Linked DNA regions of Mus musculus: region 1 is linked to region 2. A link is a contact called in public HiChIP or PLAC-seq data. All regions are on one chromosome and are shown on one strand. The core of a region is the stretch at or near the end of the contact, and the rest is flanking DNA. Distances in the headings are between cores, read along the strand shown.

Region 1 (3,132 bases), core at 290-2,789, 300 kb after region 2:
TACATGGGTAAAGACGATCTAAGACCAAAATGACAAACCTTGAATGAGATTCTGGCACTTCTGGCTGCTTGCCTGATGCACACAGTGGGACTAATCTCACTACAGTGGATACCCATTTGACTCACACAGTAGGACTGATCTCACTACATTGGGTACCCACTTGACTCACAGAGTGGGACTGATCTCACTATAGTGGGTACCCACTTGACTCACATAGTAGGACTGATCTCACTAAATTGGGTACCCACTTGACTCACATAGTGGGACTGATTTCACTACTGTGGTGGCATCGAGTTAAAGGACTTCTTCCTATCAGGGATGTCTGTTAACATGAACAACTCCCAGTCTGTGCTAATAGCCAGCCTATGACATCTTTCCACTGCCACTGTTTATTCCGGATGGTCTAGCTCACTGAATGGGTGTCCTTTTCCGCCGTTTTGCTCTATGTACATAGTCACTGAAGGTGCAGTCACTGGAAGGCCACAGCTTTCTTATTAGAGACGGCCTTTGGTTAACGATGTGTCGTTTCTCTCCTTAACCAGGACATTCAAGCATGACTGCAGACTGAGGGAGTCACTTTCCAGTGCCATGCTTCTCACACACAGACAGCAAACATGTTGCCAAAGCCAGGGATTTGGTTTCCAGAGTTTGAGCTTTCAAGAAACTCACAAGCAGCTTGGGAAGATAGCAAACAGAAGACAAACAATGCTGAGGCGGCGTGGTGTGCCAAGCAAGTCCTTCCAAGAAAACACTTTTCAGAGCCATAGCTTCAATTCTGAAGCATCCACTGAGCCTGCAGAAGGGGAACCGCAAGCGAATGTGCCAGCATTTATGGAGTGCTTTGTGATTCTAATCCTTCCACTTAACCCTTATAAAAACTGCTCAGCATCTTTGTTTTAGATACAAGGAGACTGATTCTTAGTGAAAATAATAATAATTCAAACTAAGCTATGTGGTAAATCTGGAATTTGTGCCAAACCTATTGTACTGTCTGGTTTTGTGTCAACTTGACACAAGCTGGAGTTATCACAGAGAAAGGAGCTTCAGTTAAGAAAATGCCTCCACGAGATCCAGCTGTAAGGCATTTTCTCAATTAGTGATCAAGTGGGGAGGGGCCCCTTGTGGGTAATGCCGTCCCTGGGCTGGTAGTTTTGAGTTCTATAAGAAAGCAGGCTGAGCAAGCCAGGAGAAGCAAGCCAGTAAAGAACATCCCTCCATGGCCTCTGCATCAGCTCCTGTATCCTGACCTGCTTGAGTTCCAGTTCTGACTTCCTTTGGTGAGAACACCAATTTGGAAGTGCAGGAATAGAAACCCTGACTAAAACACATATCATCCTCTACTAAGAAGTCCTTCTAACAGACAGGATGGAAGGTAGCATCATAGGCAAAGAGGAAGGTGCGGTGGAGCCAAAGGAACAGGGATTCTCCCTGTGTTTCGGAGGCCACGGGGAATACAGCCAACCTTACACAGTGTGTGTGCACACAAATGTCCATGGGCGGCTGGTGGGGAGTGAGCCATGGGCAGTCAGAACTGCACTTTCTCCTTGCATTCCACCCTGGAGGACAGAGGGTGCCAACTGGTATCTGCCTGTGTTCTCACCATCTGGTGTGAACAATTAAGTACAGATAACTAAGTATAACAACACTGAAATAAAATGCAATATGGACAACTCTCCACACCCAAGTGACTTTAATGCACTGTGAAGAACTTGACACTTCCAGAGACAAGCCTTGATTTGGATAGAAATAAGCATGGCTATTAAAAGCAGAGAGGAAATACTAATACTTTTCCCCTTGACTCTGTCGTGTAAAATGTGATGTTATCAAAGCCAAGGCCTACTCAGTTTTCTGAACTATCTTTCACATCACTTTCCTTCTCTTTCCCTTTTCCTACTGCAAAATACTTCATCATTTAAATGTCTGCAGTAAGAAAATGTCTCAGCGGCACCTGTAAGGTATGATCTTCAAAAGACCTCAAAGCTAAAATTGGTCTTCCTGAATAGCATCAAACCTGGCCACGCGGAAGCCACAGCTGTGAGGTTGAAGACAGTCTTCCCTCCATGTCACATGCCCAGGCAGGACCTCCCGGAAGGGAAGAGGGGAGGAGGGAAGAGGGGAGGAGGGAAAAGCATGAGGTTATTTTGAGCCATTTCTTAGCAGTACGAAGCATCACAGCAGCTCAGTGAAAACCAAATGCTTTAAATATAAAGATCTCCAGGGGCTGGAGAGGTGGCTCAGGGGTTAAGAGCACACAGTTGTCTTGTAGAGGACCCCCACTCAGCCCCCAGGCCAATGTCCGCGCTTCACAACCGCCTACAACTCCTGGTCCAAGAGGACCTAAGGCCTTTGGCTTCCTTAGGCACTATCTATACACAAACACAACATACACATAATTTAAGAAAATCTTTAAAAGGATTAAAAATTATTAATGCTAGGTTTCTTATGTGAGTAGTTAAAAAAACAGAATCGTTTTGAGTTAATTGTGATTTGTCTAAGTAGCTGGGTTACTGGTAAGTTAAGTTGCCTAACTTTAAAACTACATTTCTAGTCATCTGTGAGTGGTGTGGGGGAATGTTAGTGAAATCTTTAGAAAGAGCTAAGTCTGTGTTCTCTAGATCACAGTACACTTCTACTCCAACTCAGAGAACTAACAAGCCTTGAAAAACATGATTTAATTTCCTGGTAGATTATATTCTTATATAGATAAGAAAGAATTGGACCCAGTGTCATAAAACAATATCCAAGAAAGATGGGTGTGCTGAAGCAGGAGGAGCATGAGTTTGAGGCCAGCAAGAGTTACACAGTAAGACTCTGATGAGATACACAGACAGACAGACAGACAGACACACATGTGCAAACACACACAAAGAAAGTAGCAACAATGTCTTGTATACACCGCATTGACTTTGCACTACTGTCAAAATGAAGACACTCGATGACTTAGATTGACCTTGAAATGTATCTCATAATTTATACAAAGAACATCATGATTTAAATGAAAAGCTTTAGCTAACACCTTTCCCAGGTGAAAGACAAGCATTCTTGTATGCGTAACACCCTAGACTTGCTTACAAAGCATTTGCACTTAATGCAATTCTAAGTCTTTTTTTCTTAGAGGTAAGAAAGTGCAGA
Region 2 (3,187 bases), core at 144-2,643:
GAGAAGGGACAGGCTTGGATACTACCAGGACTGCTGTCTGTGTTCACACAGCAACGCTAGCTACTTCATGGCACTGAAACACAGGCAGTTTCCAGCCAAAGCCTCCCGGGTACCTTCCAGTGGACTTTAGAGTGCCCGCTGAACCACACTGGGGCATAATAACAGATTTACCAGAAAGACAACAGTGTAACACTGAGTGGCACAGGAGCCTTACCTCCTACCAGTGTTACCTGGCTTCCTTGTTACCAAAATCCAATCTAAGGGGGATTCCTGGTATCATAGGCATAAAATACAAGATTCTACAAAACCCTGTCTCCCCACATGTAGCCTATATATACAGGGAGCTGAAAATTAAACAATTTCAAGTAAGTGGTCAGTAGATACTCCTAGGAAGTAAGCAAAGGAAAGGGCTTGGAAGAAGCAGGCTTTTCGTGGACCCTAAAGATGAGGGAACACTTACCTTACCCTTCCTTGTGGTAAGTGACTTAGCTCCAATACTATTAAAAATGAAAAGACTTAGAAAATACAGCTAGATAACCCTTAGCCCCATCTTGATTATCTCCATGTATAGACTAGAGTGGTCACGAACAGCCTGGTACTTTTGGCTTCATTATTTCCTGAGCACAGTGAGTTCAGTAGCCTAGGGATAGGAGCAAGTGTTCTAATAGCAAACGGACCTAGATTTGAGTCTCGGATCAGCCTGGGAAAATGGGTTAACTGTCTGAACCCTAATCCCCACATTGTGCCAAAAGAGCCTAAGATACTATACTAAGTGATCTGATCACAGACCAAACATTGAATGATTCTATTCACAGGATGGACTAAGAACAGGCAACTGTGGGGAGACAGAAAACAGAATGGTCACTGCCAGGGGCTGGGGAAAGAGAAGGGAAAGTTAGCATTTAATGGTGCTCAGTTTCAGTTTGGGGAGGTGAAGGAAACTCCCAGAAGAATGGTAGCAGTGACTGTGCAACGGTGAGTACACTCATGCCCCTGAGCTGCATGCAGATAATCGACAATCTAAGTTCTGTTATGTATTTTTCTACCACAATTTTAAAGAGTCAGACTGTCTTAAAATAAACTATGAACATTTACAATAATGATGCTTCAACTGTTTACATTTAGTTCTAGTTCAGGTAACCTAGTTAAAAATTAGAGAGGCTAATTTTTAAAAATCTAGACCTAAGAGCAGGAGGGGAAAGAAACCATGTCTCTAAGGGAGTGCTCACGTCACAATCGCTTACTGAGGAATGCGATTTTCTTTCGTTGCCAAGACAGCGACTGTTGCTGTGGAAACCACACAAAACCAGGGATACTTAACTGAAACAAACTCCACTTACCTGCACAAAGATGCCCTTGCTCTTATACTCCTCATGGAGGCACTGAGAGAAGAAATCTACAAAGGCCTGGGAGGGAGGTGGGGGTGAGAAAGAAAATACATCTATTACATCAGTCTGCCTAGAGTGTAGCCATGGAAACAACAAAATAATAAATTAACCATTTAACACTACTGTTTCTAGTCATTCCTTTCATTTCAAATGCAGAAGAGATAAAAAACACTTTAAAACCTCAGGAGGTTTTTCTGCTACAAATGACATTATCTTACCAAAAATAACATTTGCCAATTTTTGACTTAATGAGAAAAGCCTCCTCCAAATTATTTTCCAAAGGAAAGAAAAAAAAATTCTTTTATTATGTAACAAAGGATTTAATTTCACTTTCTATTTGCCACTCCAAGAGAGACCCAGAGTGAATTCTGTGCAGCTCTGTTTTGCTGCTGGGTCCTGTGAGCTGGGTCTGAGAAGTGAGGGTGAGAGTCCATCTGATAACGAAACTGTAAACTGCCTGGAAACCATGCAGCCTTGTATCAGGCTTAAAAGGCCAAGTTCAATGACACCCCAATGGAAGGTCTCCACTGGCAGGACCGCCATGGAGATTTCCAGATACTGGAATTCTAGCACAAGATGTTGATTAAACATGCTGACAGTGTGTTTCAGCCACTAAGAAAGCAGGTAGATCAGAGGGCTGTGGGGCTGTGCAGGACTTGGAAGACAGTAAGTACTGAGTTTTCTCAGTGAAAAGTTGTATTTTGCACTTTTCCTTCTCAGACATACTATATGATCCTATTATGCATTACGATTTACTTATTTTTCCATAAAGGCTTGCTTAATTTCAATAACTAAAATGGTCATTCCTCAGAAATATTTCCACGCCTCAGTGAAGTAACTGAACTTGGAGTGACTGGCCCACAGACAGGAGAAGATTCAGTCTGAATTACTATCCTAGCAGTAATGTGAAGATGTGAGTAACGGTGTTGTATGATGACATAGAGTTCTGGGAAATTCCTGTCACACTCTAGACATGACAGTGTTCGGGAATTCTAGATAAGGTGGCAGACATTCACTCTCCATAGATCTCTTTCTTGTCTGCTGAGCATGGCTGTGGTACTGCCAGGATGTACCTCCTGGCTATGTGAAGGCCATGTTTATGTTACCGACAGTCCCACCTTAGGCTCATTAGTATCAGATTCTAACCAACTGGGTGGACTGGCTGAGGCTAGGTTTCTATGGAAAGCATTAGTGTCCCTGTTAAAATCAATAAACTACCAGGGACCAAAAATCAGACCATCCGTGGCTGTGACACACTGGCACTCCACTTGTAAATCTATTTCCATCTGTGACACTCCAGAAACCCATGTGGGTCACCTACCTGCCCCCTCAGTTGGATACAAACTACCAAGTATAGCATTTCAACAAAGTTAACACCCAGACTGAAAATCAGCTCCCCGTCTTATGTTGACATAATTTACTGCAGTGTTCGTTAGTCACCTTGGTTGCAGAGTAGATTGTCAACAATGGAACTGGGAGCATGCCACTGGCTGAGGAGATGTTGAGAATCACCCCTTTAGATCTGGAATTGAAAACACATCACACAAACTGAGGGAAATTATATGCACATTGCTTGTGAAATGCAGTCAAGATGGAAACAGAGCAACAGGGCAGCTGATCTAACACGCATCTCCCTGCTTCTCATGAGCAGTTGGTATGTCTGGCCGGTGAATGAAGCGTAATTCAATGAACTAAAAATAGCTCTTCTTTACGATGAGCTCATTTTCCAGTCTTAGTAATCCAATGCATGACTGGATCAGCTAGCTAGTCTCCTTTAGTTGTCTCTGTACTTTCTAGGT

What was found. HiChIP or PLAC-seq counts read pairs in DNA pulled down with a chosen protein or histone mark.
Region 1: an H3K4me3 HiChIP or PLAC-seq map of embryonic basal ganglia shows a contact between it and region 2, with 4 times the contacts expected there. The contact joins two enhancer-like sites. A contact is called at or near these places in 3 of 484 Hi-C or Micro-C datasets (cerebral cortex, cortical neurons and embryonic stem cells) and 2 of 115 datasets of contacts at active chromatin or transcription factors (embryonic basal ganglia and embryonic stem cells).

What each region holds. Positions count from the first base shown.
Region 1 is chr2:94,343,307-94,346,438 of GRCm38.p6, forward strand. All of the region lies in intron 16 of Ttc17 (tetratricopeptide repeat domain 17), which reads right to left. Among named protein-coding and RNA genes, the nearest start is that of Ttc17, 62 kb to the right of the region's middle. Within about 2 kb of position 1,540, at least 16 of the 459 cell types and tissues checked have an H3K27ac peak or open chromatin away from gene starts, as enhancers often do. A contact at or near this core is called in embryonic basal ganglia, where this site is marked.
Region 2 is chr2:94,042,533-94,045,719 of GRCm38.p6, forward strand. It overlaps Hsd17b12 (hydroxysteroid (17-beta) dehydrogenase 12), which reads right to left. Exons shown (of 11, transcript NM_019657.4): 8 at 2,829-2,910; 9 at 1,341-1,406. Among named protein-coding and RNA genes, the nearest start is that of Alkbh3, 33 kb to the left of the region's middle. Within about 2 kb of position 1,394, at least 64 of the 459 cell types and tissues checked have an H3K27ac peak or open chromatin away from gene starts, as enhancers often do. A contact at or near this core is called in embryonic basal ganglia, where this site is marked.